Linked DNA regions of Sus scrofa: all the other regions are linked to region 3. A link is a contact called in public Hi-C and HiChIP or PLAC-seq data. All regions are on one chromosome and are shown on one strand. The core of a region is the stretch at or near the end of the contact, and the rest is flanking DNA. Distances in the headings are between cores, read along the strand shown. Region 1 has its middle 50 kb from the start of NDFIP1. Region 2 has its middle 160 kb from the start of FGF1. Region 3 holds the start of SPRY4 (protein sprouty homolog 4).

Region 1 (4,280 bases), core at 1,396-3,895, 150 kb after region 3:
GTCAGCCACTCATATAAAAACGCCACCGTAAAAGCTATTCATCTTTTTTTTTTTTTTTTTTTTTTTTTTTTTTTATAGTTTAAACCACAGCCCAGTGAATCAGTTCATCACACTCTTACATAAATGTTACAGTGGGGGGAAAAGCGTCTTTCGCATTTCAGACATTTTTTTTCTTTTCTTCCTTCGTCTTCATTGTTTTAAGAACACCTCTCAAGAAGCTATCCAGCCACTTTGTGGAGACAAAACCATATGTACAGAAAAGTGACTCGGATAAAGGAGGAATTAAAAAAAAAAAAAAAAACCTGTAGTCACTCTTCAGATTTATTCTTCAGCTGAGGCCAATCCTCCTTTACGGGGGCTCCTGGCAATTCGCTGGCCGTCTTATCCTGGGGTGTCGGGAGGATTCGAGCAGCAGCCAAGAACCAAAGGAACCGATCTGCTCTCTCTTCCCTCGGCCTCTCCCAAGTCAGACTTCCTTCCCCCCAGGCCCTTCCCACCCACCTCATCTTTCTTTCCTCCTCCCTCGGTTCCTTAGGAAAAGGATTCTTACAGCTAACGTGAGGGAATGACATCTAAATAAAATTCCTTCCTGACATACAAAGGTTGAAGATGACTTCAGACTCTAGAAGGGGCTTTTGTGGTTCCTCATTTGGGGATTCGGACAAAGCACAACGTTTTGGGTTACTGGATTTTTTTTCTAATGTAGTAGCAGGTCATCCGCCGCCCGAATTAGGTTTACGGTACAGACATGCTCCCTTCCCTCCCGCGGCCTACGGAGGGCAGGGCTCGCAGAAGGGCCCCACAGCCAAGGGAGCGGCAGACGTGGCATCTGCCAAACGAACTGCCACGGACAGTCTGCCACGGACGTGGGCCACATACACACCTCTAGAGCTCCTGGGGACCTGAGGGGCCTGCTAATCCACTCCTTTTCCTTTACCCTTAAACCGCTGCAAGCAGAGGAAGAGCTACCCTATATATATATTTTTATTTTATTTTTTGCTTTTTAGGGCTGCACCCACGGCATATGGAGGTTCCCAGGCTAGGGGTCGAATCGGAGCTGTAGCTGCTGGTCTATACCACCCCCACAGCAATGCGGGATCCGAGCCGCGTCTGTGACCTACACCACAGCTCACGGCAACGCCGGATCCTTCACCCACTGAGCGAGGCCAGGGATCGAACCCGCAACCTCATGGTTCCGAGTCGGATTCGTTAACCACTGTGCCACGACGGGAACTCCTGTTTTTAAAGGCCTCCAAGGAAGAGTCCACAATCCCTCTTAGCCAAGCAAATACTTAGAAATTACTCTCCTCGTGGCTCTGCAGACACATTCCTTTCCGTGGTCTTACCATAAAAAGAATATGGTAGCATGCGCTTTGAGAAGCCCTACATGGAAACAAAATAGTTCTTAATTTTATCCAACTATTGATTATATATTGATAAGTTATTATTAATTTAATAATAAAATCATAAAACATAAAATTATAAAAATATAAAAATAAAACAAATATGAATTTTATTAATTTAATAAAATCATTAATTTTATTATTAATTTTATCCAACTAAAATGTGTCATTAATGTTATCCAGCTAGCAATTAACTCTTCATCTGAAGTAGGTAAACCTGCTCTGTAGCTGTCTTCTCTGGAAAGTGAAGGTCTGAGAGGAGTACTTACCCATGACCCTTCTCTGGAAGCTCTGGGGAACTGCTGCAGGAACCCGATGTGACCAATTATAATCCCACAGGACGGGTACTAGGAAAATGCCCATGAGGGAGTTCCCTGGTGGCTCAGTGGGTTTAGGATCCAGTGTTGTCACCGCTATGGCTCGAGGTCAGTCCCCGGCCTGGGAACTTCTGCATGCAGCCCCCACAAAAGGGAACAACATAAGTCTGGTTTCAACACCTAGATCTAGAGACGGCCTTAAGGCCAAAAGGAGTTGGGAGACCTACATACAGATGAACCCCCCCACCCCCGACAAATGCGGCCAGAGGAAAGACATGTACAACTACCCCCAAGAAGGCTTTCTCACACACATGACCGTGGGGGCACGGACTGCAGGTCTGAGAGTCACCGAGCCAAGCCTAGAAAAAAGCGGACTGCTAACTTTGCTTTCTCTTGCCCACCAATGCCCACTATTTAAAAGAACTCTAGAGAAACAAATAATGCCAGCAGTTACAGGTAGGAAAAGCACTGATCTTGCTTAGTAATATGCCTGCAACCCCAGTTAAAATACAAACTGGAAATACATCATGAATATAATCCTCACTGTCGATAATCAGAGGAAAAAACCAGCACACTCGAACGGCCAGAAAGACCTCTCCCCCCAGCGACTGCCAAATACAGCCTGAGAAACGTCCTGTCCAGACAGACATGGAATCAGGAAGCAACCGGCAAAATTCTTTCGAAAACCTCACTGAGGGCACATTTTAGGCTGACTCTAGTGCAAATGCCAAGAAGGCTGCTTCGTCAAGTGTAACTGGAGCCGAGCTACGATAATAGGTTGGCTCCCGTCCCCTCCGCCCAGCTCAGGAAGTTCGGGCTTCAAGGGGGGACGGCGCTCTCGGCAAAAGGGACCCCAACCAGCAAGGTGAAAACTGGGTGCAGCTCCGGAGGAACTTCAGGAGACAGTCAGGCGGCTTTCAGAGGCAAAGGCAGCACTTCCTCAGTTCTGCAGTTGAGCTGACAATGCTTCGGGGCGAGAAGTCACCCTCTCTATTTGAGGGTGGGTGTTTTGTTTTGTTTTGAAGCTCTTGACGGACCGGGTGAAGCTTCCAGACCAGTAATGAACAGCAATGAATACCATCTTCCCAGCGGTCCAAGATTTGTCTTTGTAAGACTTAAGGAAACCACTTTTCTCAGTTTTGGTGTTTAGAAACCTGCCGTCACACAAGGATTAGGACGTTGGTGAAGCATTTCAATTCTCACATAAATGACAAAAATGAATCCCTTTTAGAGCAGGAGGAGCAGCGCACTCTCTCCCGCAGCCACATCTCCGTTTCTGCCCTGGATGAAATCCTGCCCCAAATGCAAGAGGATTCTCTATGCTTCGTAGACTCTAGAGTCAGGTTTAAAAGACTTGCACTTACGTTTATATTGTAGTCGCGTTGCCACGTGAATTAAAACTCTCAAAATCGGAAAGCAAGGCTCTTTTGGCAGAGAAAAAAAGACTTTTAAGCAAAAACGGGGATCCAAACAAAACTTGAGTGATACATCTAGTCTACAAATGACAAATTAGCCCCTATAACGAGAGGGCTGAGCTGATCAAAATGCCACGCAGCAGATGGGACGCTTTCAAATGGCCCGACAGGGCAACTGTCCCCAGGAAGATGCCCTCCACTCAGATGGTCTGAAGAGCAGTCTTTCCAGGTCATAGACTTGTAGGCAAGAGAATGGACTGGGTTCTAAAAGAACCTCTTTTTATTTTATTTTTTTTGCTTTTTAAGGCCACACCCGAGGCACATGGAGGTTCCCAGGCTAGAGGTCGAATTGGAGCTGTAGCCACTGGCCTACACCACAGCCACAGCAGCGAGGGATCCGAGCTGCATCTTCGACCTACACCACAGCTCACGGCAACACTGGATCCCTAACCCACTGAGCGAGGCCAGGGATCGAACCTGCATCCTCATGGATCCTAGTCGTGTTTGTTCCCGAGAGCCTCTTTTTAGAATGATCTAGAATCCGTTTCTGGAGCTCTCTTTTCCTCCAGAAAAGTTTCTACTCTCAACCTGCACTTACCTTCACGTTCAAGAATTCCTGGCGCAGCTGAGACGCCCCCCACTTTAGCAGCAGAGCCTGTGGGGAACCTGAAGTTCCCTGTCAAAGAGCACTTGTTGTGGGTGCTCTGAAGGAGTACAACCACACACGTGCCAAAGTTACTGGAGTTCCCGTTGTGGCGCGGCGGAAACGAATCTGACCAGGAACCGTGAGGTTGTGGGTTCGATCCCTGGCCTCGCTCAGTGGGTGAAGGATCCGGCATTGCCATGAGCTGTGGTGCAGGTCACAGATGCGGCTGGGATCCTGTGTTGCTGTGGTATAGGCTGATAGCTGTAGCTCTGATTCGACCCTTAGCCTGAGAACCTCCATATGCTGTGGGGTGTGGCCTTAAAAAGCAAAAAAAAAAAAAAAAAAAAAAAGGTACATATATATCTGCAAAGGGAAAGTTAAGCCTTAAGTACTTTCCTTTGGTACTGGCAGTTTAGCAAATGGTCTCACTCAATCCACCTTATCTGCCTTACAGGCTTTTCTAAGTGCTATTTAGGCTTAAAGACGTGCAAAACAAAAT
Region 2 (3,716 bases), core at 36-2,535, 200 kb before region 3:
TTTATTGAGCTCCTACTATGTGGGAGCCCTAGTCTGGTTCTGGAATATAGAGTCAAGATAGCTAAGCTCCCTGCCTTGCGGAGCATACACTACAGAGGGGACATGGAGGCAGAGATTCCAGCCGAAGAAGCTGGAAAGAAAGAATACCATCCATGAGCCAATAAGCTTGTTTCAAAGAATGATTAATAACACATATTTAAAGAAATCTTTCTCAACATTACCAGCAAAAAGATACCTGTTTTACTTATGAGTTTCCTTCCTAGCCTCCTGCCCCACAAAAAATCCTATACTTAGAAATATCCATACATTTCATACATATAAACACAAGTCGTCCATCTCAGAGCAGCAACTATATTAATTAATTAATTAATGGCCTCCCCTGTGGCACGTGGAAGTTCCCAGGCCAGAGATCGAACCCATGCCACAGCAGTGACAACACCAGGTCCTTAACCTGCTGAGCTACCAGGGACCTCCCTCAGAGCAGCAACTTTATGACTTTGTTTCAATGATCAATCATACCATGTCAAAGCCAACATCTCTTGGATATGGATTTAGCAACTGATCCTGTACTCTGCCATGAGTCTAGAATGTATCTACTGAAGTTCAGTTGACAATGCTTCGCCCATCTTCAAAAGCAAACTCTGCAGTTCTTTCTGACCTATCACGGAAGATGCTTCAGTACACTGCGGAGGAGCTGCATGCTTTCATTTTAATAGAGCTGGTGAAAATCCCAAATGGATTCCTCAGTTCACAAAACTGAATGAAAACCCAGAACCCCTTAAAGTAAAAATAGACGCATTTGGGAATCACAAGGGAGATGTTACTTATTCTCTGAGCCTTCAGCTTCTGCTACTCCTAGCGGTGGGAACCTACGCTGTCATTCCAGTTTCCTATGAACTTGGCAGGACTCTGCGTCCATTTGGAATTGTAATAGCCCGGCTTTCAGTTTGGGGAGGAAGGAAGGAGTCACTGCATATTCTCCTGGGGCTCCTCGGGCTGAATCCCAAGAAGCCGAAGCTTAAATGTTAAATCCCAAAGGAAAGGGATAACGCCATCTAATGACTTTACCTGGTTAGGGCCCCAGAACCATGTTTGGGGCTCTCTTTGCGGGTCTTTGGTAATGTTGCCTGCTGCAAAAATTCTGATTCCTGTAGTAGGTGCTTGGGTTTTGTCTGTTTGTTTTTGCAGTTACACACAGATTTTATACTAAATACCCTAGGCATTTCAGACCAACAGTTCCAGGGTGTGGATGTTCTTACTGCTCAATCCCCACTCCCACACGCTTTAGGCTACAGGAACTGCAAAGCAAGCCAACCAACTCGCCCTCCACAGCCTCTCCAGCTCTCAGCTCCTAGTGTCATGGGCAGACAAAGGAACTAATGTACAAAGGAGGGGGGGACCCTCAGACAGGATGGGAGGCAGGAGGTGCCCCTGGTGGGCTTAGGGCAACCCAGGTAAGGGGCAGGATGCAGGGAGGTGGCTCAACTGAGCCCTGAATCTGCGGCTCCCTCTCCCCTACTTTTGTTTCCAAAGAAGTGATTCGATTTGCGTGCAAACACTTACATTCCACAAACAAGCCGTTTCCTCTTCCTTGGGGGAAGGCGATGGAGAGGAGGCAGAGGAAGCACGCACCTCTTCAGCAAGGAGGGCTGCGTTCACGGCCCTCCTCCACCCTCAGCTCTTCAACCCAGGGCTGCACTCTCTTCCCCACTCGATGTAAACAGACACAATACACATCCCCTATCAAAGATGCTTGTAAAATCATGCAAGGATTTCCAAATTTCACTTCAAGAACTACATGCATCCAAGGACTTGAAGTCTGGACCATGCTTGGGAAATACAAAAACGTAACATACAGTCTTCCAGTGAAATCAAATTTCTAATAAGCACTCAGTCTAAGAACTGACTGAGGCGCCATGATGCTAGCTAGCTATTGCAGGCATGTAATTAGACGTGTACTGATTTAAATTTTGTGGGTTTCTTGCCATATGCCGAAAAATACATATGTATGTATTATAAAATGTAGTAAGTTATCTATTGCTCATATATATATATATCACAATTACAAAAATACTGTATACAGAATATTTTTTCAGGGTTATATTCTGCCTCAGGCCCTCAAAACCTCAGAGGCTCTAAGCCCTGGGCCTTATCAGCCTAACAGATATACTTGGGAGGTAAATTATTCTCTCAGAAACAAAGAAAAAATACTAAGGTAAAAAGTTTGCAAACACGGGTTAATCCATGGATTACCATCAGCAGCAATTCAGTTTGGTTGGGGCTCCCTTGCCAACGCAAAATCTCTACTAAAACCCTGGACTTCACCCACTCCCCTTGGGCCTTGCCATAGGAAGCAGTAACCCCCAGGCAAAGGTTTCTATTTCAGATCCACTCTGGTCCCTGGGGACCCTGCCCTGGGCTGTGCTTCCTCAACCACTTGAATCTCATTTCTCCTGCAGCTGATTTTTTTTTTTTTCCCAAGATGTTAACAATTTCTGTGGAACCATCTGGAAGTTATTAAGAAAGTGTCCCAGGTCCTCTGAGGCAGCTGGCTACGGCCTCTTGCCTCGTTTCCTGTGTCCTGGATGTCTAAGTTGACTTTCCTAAGAAATTTGGAATATTAGCTTAAAAAAAGAAACAGTCAATATTTTTCAGGCGTTGAGCTCTTGCAGCTTAATTTAACCGCCTGCGACTTCGCATCTTGAGTTCCCATCATTGGCCCCTGCTCTGGGAAGGATGAAGCACGTCTGTTTTAAAAACAGCAAGCCCAAGTGGTCAGGGGTGACCCAGAAATCCAGACTTGCCCACCCTTGCTGGCTGGCCTCACAAAACCTTCCTTGTGTTGCCACTGCCCCTGAGCCACTTCCCCACCTCTGACCCCACCTCCAAATTGAGAGGCTCCCCACCACCACCACCACCCCGATCTTGGTCCAAAAGCAAACACTAGTTAGTACAGCTCTCCCAGATGCTCTCCTAGCATCCTTGAGGGGAAAATAATAGAACAAAGACCCCCAAAAGAAACAGCAGACAACAGTGATTCCTTGGTTCAAAGGGTAACAGGAGTAGGTGGGAAAATTACGGGACTTTTCTAACCACCAGCCAGGAGCAGATGGGACCCGAGGACGGAAGCACTCAAGGATCACTCTTAGTATTACGCAGAGTCTGCAAATGGGGCTGGGTCATTGGCTCACCTCCCCTCCTGTTATCCCAACAATGGCCAAACCTGGGTTGCCAGCTTGGACCGTTTGCCTTCCCTCCTACAGGTGCTCCTGCTCAGCCCTTTCTCCTTCGGGTCCTTAGGGCTTCATCCTCAAACCGCTTGCATCTCATGGCCCTTTGAGTTCACCGATAACAGTCAACACTTTCTCGCTGAAGATCTCAAGACCCCTAACAGTGCAATTGAGGCAGCAAACACGGTCACGATGCCCACGCCACCGAAGAAACCCAGGCACAGAATGAGTTTCTGGAACACAGCCTGACTGTCTGTCTCTGATGCCAGTGGGACCAGGAGAAGTTCTGAAGGGAGGCTCTCTCCATGGAGAGTCCACTACGGAGGGAGTGCTGTGCTGCCATGTCCCTAATTCCTTGTCCCAACTCTCAGGGGTCTGTCACCCCCTTCTGGTATGCAACAGACAGTATCTCACACTGAAATACATCTCTACATATTTCCTACGAGGTAGAAGACACTCCGATGGAGCCACGATACCACGACCACA
Region 3 (3,826 bases), core at 1,030-3,529:
CCTCCCAGACCGTCATGCTCTGCTCCCACATCATCCAAGACTCCTCCCAGCTCAGGCCTGGGGCCTCCTTCGTGGTCCCACCCTTCCAGCAGAGCTGGGGTCTCCGCAGTCCTCCTTCCAGAAAGCTGACAAAAGACCAGGACTGGAAGGAACACTGTCTCCTGGCTAATTTCTCTAAGAAAGGAAACAGGACAGCCACGTCTCCAACCTCATCCTCACTTTCTTCCACAGTTGAGAAAAGATGTCTTTATTCCCGTCCTTTTAATTGTTTGAGCAAAGCCCACGAGCAACCACTGGCTGGAAAATGACTGCTTCAACTTTCCTGGCTTAACATCCTTGAATGACTTGCAAGAAACTGGTTTTGGGGGTTTGTGATGAGGAGACGAGGCAGTAGCAAAGAAGAAAGCCCTGAGTTGTGAAGATCTAGAAAGTCAGCACTACAATTGACTCGATCTTTCATTTCTCAGGGGCAGAACTCTTAACCTCAATTTCTACGTCTGACAAGTAGGAATAATGACAGTGAGTTTTGATACCTGTAAAGGGAAGCTTGGAGCAATTGTACAATGCTCTGTTGTCATAGCAGAGTTTTTCTCTTGGCCTTGAGTGAGGTCTAAGCCCTGAAAGGAAAACCGAGGTTTTTCACAGGGCAGGGCCTGCTCTGCCCCGAGGTGCTGAGTTAGGTCAGTCACACTTCAAAGGTGCGTTTGAGTAGCTAGAAGTCATTTTAGCCTGGGCTGGGTGACCTTGGGTTCAGGTCTAGGTCTGCAAAATGTCCCTTCCACAGCCTGTCTCCAGAGCCCCAGTCCCAGCTCCAGCGGAAGGCCAGACCTCAAGCCTGGGCTGGAAGCCTTTCATCAGCTCCATTGACAACAGCCAAGCGCAGTCCAAGTGGCGTAGTAAGAAAAAGACAGCCTCCCAACCTCCCAGGGAAGCGAAAACACCAGCAAGACAAACCTTCCAGGGGATTCAGGCCCCTGCCCAGCTCTTAACCGCGCATCAAAGCTACCCCCTACCCGGGACTCCCCCGAGGCTACAGCCTCCTCCGTTCCTGGGCGGAGCTGGGCCTGCTGCGAGGGCTCCCCGCCTTCCCGGAGTCAGGCCTAATGGCGGGGGCTTTTCTTTTCACAGGCCAGGGTGGATGCGCTCCCCGCCCCCGCCCGCCCCCGCCGCCCCATCATCAACTGCAAAGAAAAGATCCCGGCCATTCCATTTCCTCTGCGGCTCAGGAGCCCTGCTGTTATTTAATCCCGCGGCCACCCCAGCAGCATCTTCAGTACGGCCGGCTCCACCCATCCACCTGGCCAATTCTCGACCGCTCCCACTTCCCTGGTGGGGCGCTAGTCGGGAGGTTGGGGAGAAGCGCCGACAGCAGCAAAGGGCTGTGGCCTTAGGTAGACAGAGGATCGTGAGGCCACGGACCCGGGAGGGCTGGGAAACGCACGGGGGTGAGAGGGGAGCACTAGCCTGGGCAGTAGAGGGCGGGTGGACGCTCGGACACTGCGGACAGCATACTGGGGTCGGGGGAAACAGGGCGCTGCCCGGCGAGAGCCAGGTCTCTAGCTGAGCAGCCAGTATCACCCCGGGGGGTACTAGAGCCGGAAGAGGCCTCGGCCCAGTCGCTGTCCACACCCAAGAAATGGGGGGAGGGGTGGTCTGCATTTACTCCAGGGAGACTCAGCCTCAGGAAAGGAACCAGATTCCCTCAGCAACCCCCACTCCGCCCTTCTTTGATACGGATGTTTGACATTTTCTTCATTTTTGGTAAACACAGCCTCAAGACCCCTCCCCCTCGACGCTGCTAATCTTCGAGAAAGAGAAAGCCCGCAGCAGGGGTCTTCCCGTTCCCCCGCCCTCCGGACTGCCTGTGGCGAGTAGAGATCCCTAGATCTAGGTGTGTCATCCCCCACCCAGCTCTCAGCCCAGGACCCGGAGGCCGCAGTGCCCTCCGCCCCCCAGCAACACTGACAGTTCCAGCCCAGGCCCGCAGTGGCGTGAAGGTGGCCTTTACCTCCTTTCGCAGGCTGGGAGGAGGTACAGCCCGCGCAGCTGAGCCAGCTGCAGCAGTCGCCGCCGCCCTCCATTCATAAAAGAAAAAAAAAAAAAAGAAAGAAAGAAAGAAAAAGGCAACAACAACCTCCACCCCTCTTTGTAAAAGAACGACGGCCCTGGAAGAGCGAGAGCCAGCCCCAGCAATCACGGGTTAAGTTCTTTTCCGGCCCCCCATTCATAAAAAAAGGAGCGCGGCGCATGCGCGCGCGGGGTCTCTTGTGCCCACCCATTCATAGAATCGTGAACGGCGCGCGTGCGCACTAGAGTTCCCTTCCCTCCCATTCATAAAAAAGCCATTTTCCCAGGCAGTGGTTGCAACATCGCCGCCGAGGCAGCGAGAGGGGCTGACAGCGCGGAGCTGGCGCTGCCGAGCGCAAGGAGCCGTGCCGGTTCCTCCGGCCGGCGTCTGCGAGGACACCGGCGTCTGACTCGCTCGGCTTCGGGGATCTACACAGAGGTGGAGCAATGCTTGTGACTCTGCGGCTCCTCAAAGTAAGTCTCTGGCCGGTTTCGGGATGTGTAGCTGCCCCCCTCTGAGCCGGGACGCGACTCCCTCTCGGGCTGGGGCAAATGGTGCGCTATTTCTGGGCGCGCCTCAGTGTTCCTTCCCTCTTCCTGCGCCTCCCGGAGCTGCTGCGGAGCGCCGCAACTCCCTGACGCCCTCGGCTGGGCCGGCAAGGCGCCGGGGGTGTTCACAGCCTGGCACCGGCGTTCCCGACCCCCAGGCATTGCCAAGCCCGTCTTCCCCGCCCTCTACGGCTCGGAAGCCCCGTGCATGTCCCAGGAGTTTGCCTGTGGCCTGCCCCCTTTGCTCCTGCCACCACCCGCCTCGGGCGCCGGAACAGGAGGCTCTCGGCTCCATCAGGAACCACCTCTTGGGTCCGGCGGGCGCCCTCGCCCTGGGCGGCTCGCCCACCCCGGGCTCTCTGCCCACGGTGCCAGCTCTGCCGTAGATCTCCCCAGTCCGCCGCAGCGGCCTATGCTCGACGTAGGTTTTTCTTTCCCCTTCGGAGCCGTGACGGACTGGGGTTTTCTTCCCTGCTGCCTCCCCCTCGATGGTCAGCGCGGCGCTGGCCCAGGACTGGGCATTTCTGCTCGCTTTCTCTTTGGCGAGGCGGTTCCTCGCCGTCTGACCTTTGCTCTGCTGCCGCATTTTATGCTGTGCAACTGCGTTGCAGTTGCCTTTCCCTTCCCTGGCCTCTGCGGGGCCCGGGGCTTCTCGGCCTCCTCGTGTCTCCCTGTCCCCGGGCACCGAGCTGTGCCAGGCCTCGAGGCCGCCGGGCCGCACTGGGGCTGTGGTGGGGGCTGAAGGTGCGTTTACATAACGCCGGGCGTGTGGGAGCTGGAGGAAGAGGTTGCGTGCGTAGGAGAGATAAGGCTCTCGCTTTCCCTCCTTTCTTGGTGGTACCAGGCTTGACATCCCTGAGAAGAGAGAAGGAGAGAGACGGTACGTTTTGAAAATTCTGAATCGCCAAGGCTCCCGGGGTGGGGGGACAATGAAGGGGAGTGAGGGCAGGTTTGGCCAGCTTGGCTCCATCATGGGCTAGGGCCGTGCCCAGCTCCCTCTCCATGCAGATGATCAAAAAGCGTTTAGACAGTAGCTGCTCTTGTGCAAGAATTGAGTTTCTCAATTCTCTTTGATTGGGGGCTGGGGGGTTGTGGGCAGAGGAGGCAAGAGAGGCGGAAAATGGTTGCGTGGCTTGATAGGCTGAGCGATGGACGGGAGAAGTGAGCCAGGCTGGAGGGGCTGGATTGGGGGGCAAGAGGGGAAGGCTGC

Evidence for each region. A called contact is a pair of places that touch in the nucleus more often than the background predicts. HiChIP or PLAC-seq counts read pairs in DNA pulled down with a chosen protein or histone mark.
Region 1: a Hi-C map of liver shows a contact between it and region 3, with 4 times the contacts expected there. The contact joins the enhancer-like site here to the promoter of SPRY4 in region 3. A contact is called at or near these places in 10 of 47 Hi-C or Micro-C datasets (alveolar macrophages, embryonic fibroblasts, epiblast stem cells and 6 more) and 1 of 2 datasets of contacts at active chromatin or transcription factors (skeletal muscle).
Region 2: a contact with region 3 is called in an H3K27ac HiChIP or PLAC-seq map of skeletal muscle, with 10 times the contacts expected there. The contact joins the enhancer-like site here to the promoter of SPRY4 in region 3. A contact is called at or near these places in 1 of 5 promoter capture datasets (liver), 12 of 47 Hi-C or Micro-C datasets (embryonic fibroblasts, fetal heart ventricle, fetal skeletal muscle and 4 more) and 1 of 2 datasets of contacts at active chromatin or transcription factors (skeletal muscle).

What each region holds. Positions count from the first base shown.
Region 1 is chr2:143,737,141-143,741,420 of Sscrofa11.1, reverse strand. No RefSeq gene overlaps it. Among named protein-coding and RNA genes, the nearest start is that of NDFIP1, 50 kb to the right of the region's middle. Within about 2 kb of position 2,645, at least 8 of the 83 cell types and tissues checked have an H3K27ac peak or open chromatin away from gene starts, as enhancers often do. A contact at or near this core is called in liver and subcutaneous adipose tissue, where this site is marked.
Region 2 is chr2:144,083,915-144,087,630 of Sscrofa11.1, reverse strand. No RefSeq gene overlaps it. Among named protein-coding and RNA genes, the nearest start is that of FGF1, 160 kb to the left of the region's middle. Within about 2 kb of position 1,285, at least 11 of the 83 cell types and tissues checked have an H3K27ac peak or open chromatin away from gene starts, as enhancers often do. A contact at or near this core is called in fetal skeletal muscle, omental adipose tissue and skeletal muscle, where this site is marked.
Region 3 is chr2:143,889,733-143,893,558 of Sscrofa11.1, reverse strand. It overlaps SPRY4 (protein sprouty homolog 4), which reads left to right and starts at 2,279. Exons shown (of 2, transcript XM_003124009.4): 1 at 2,279-2,541.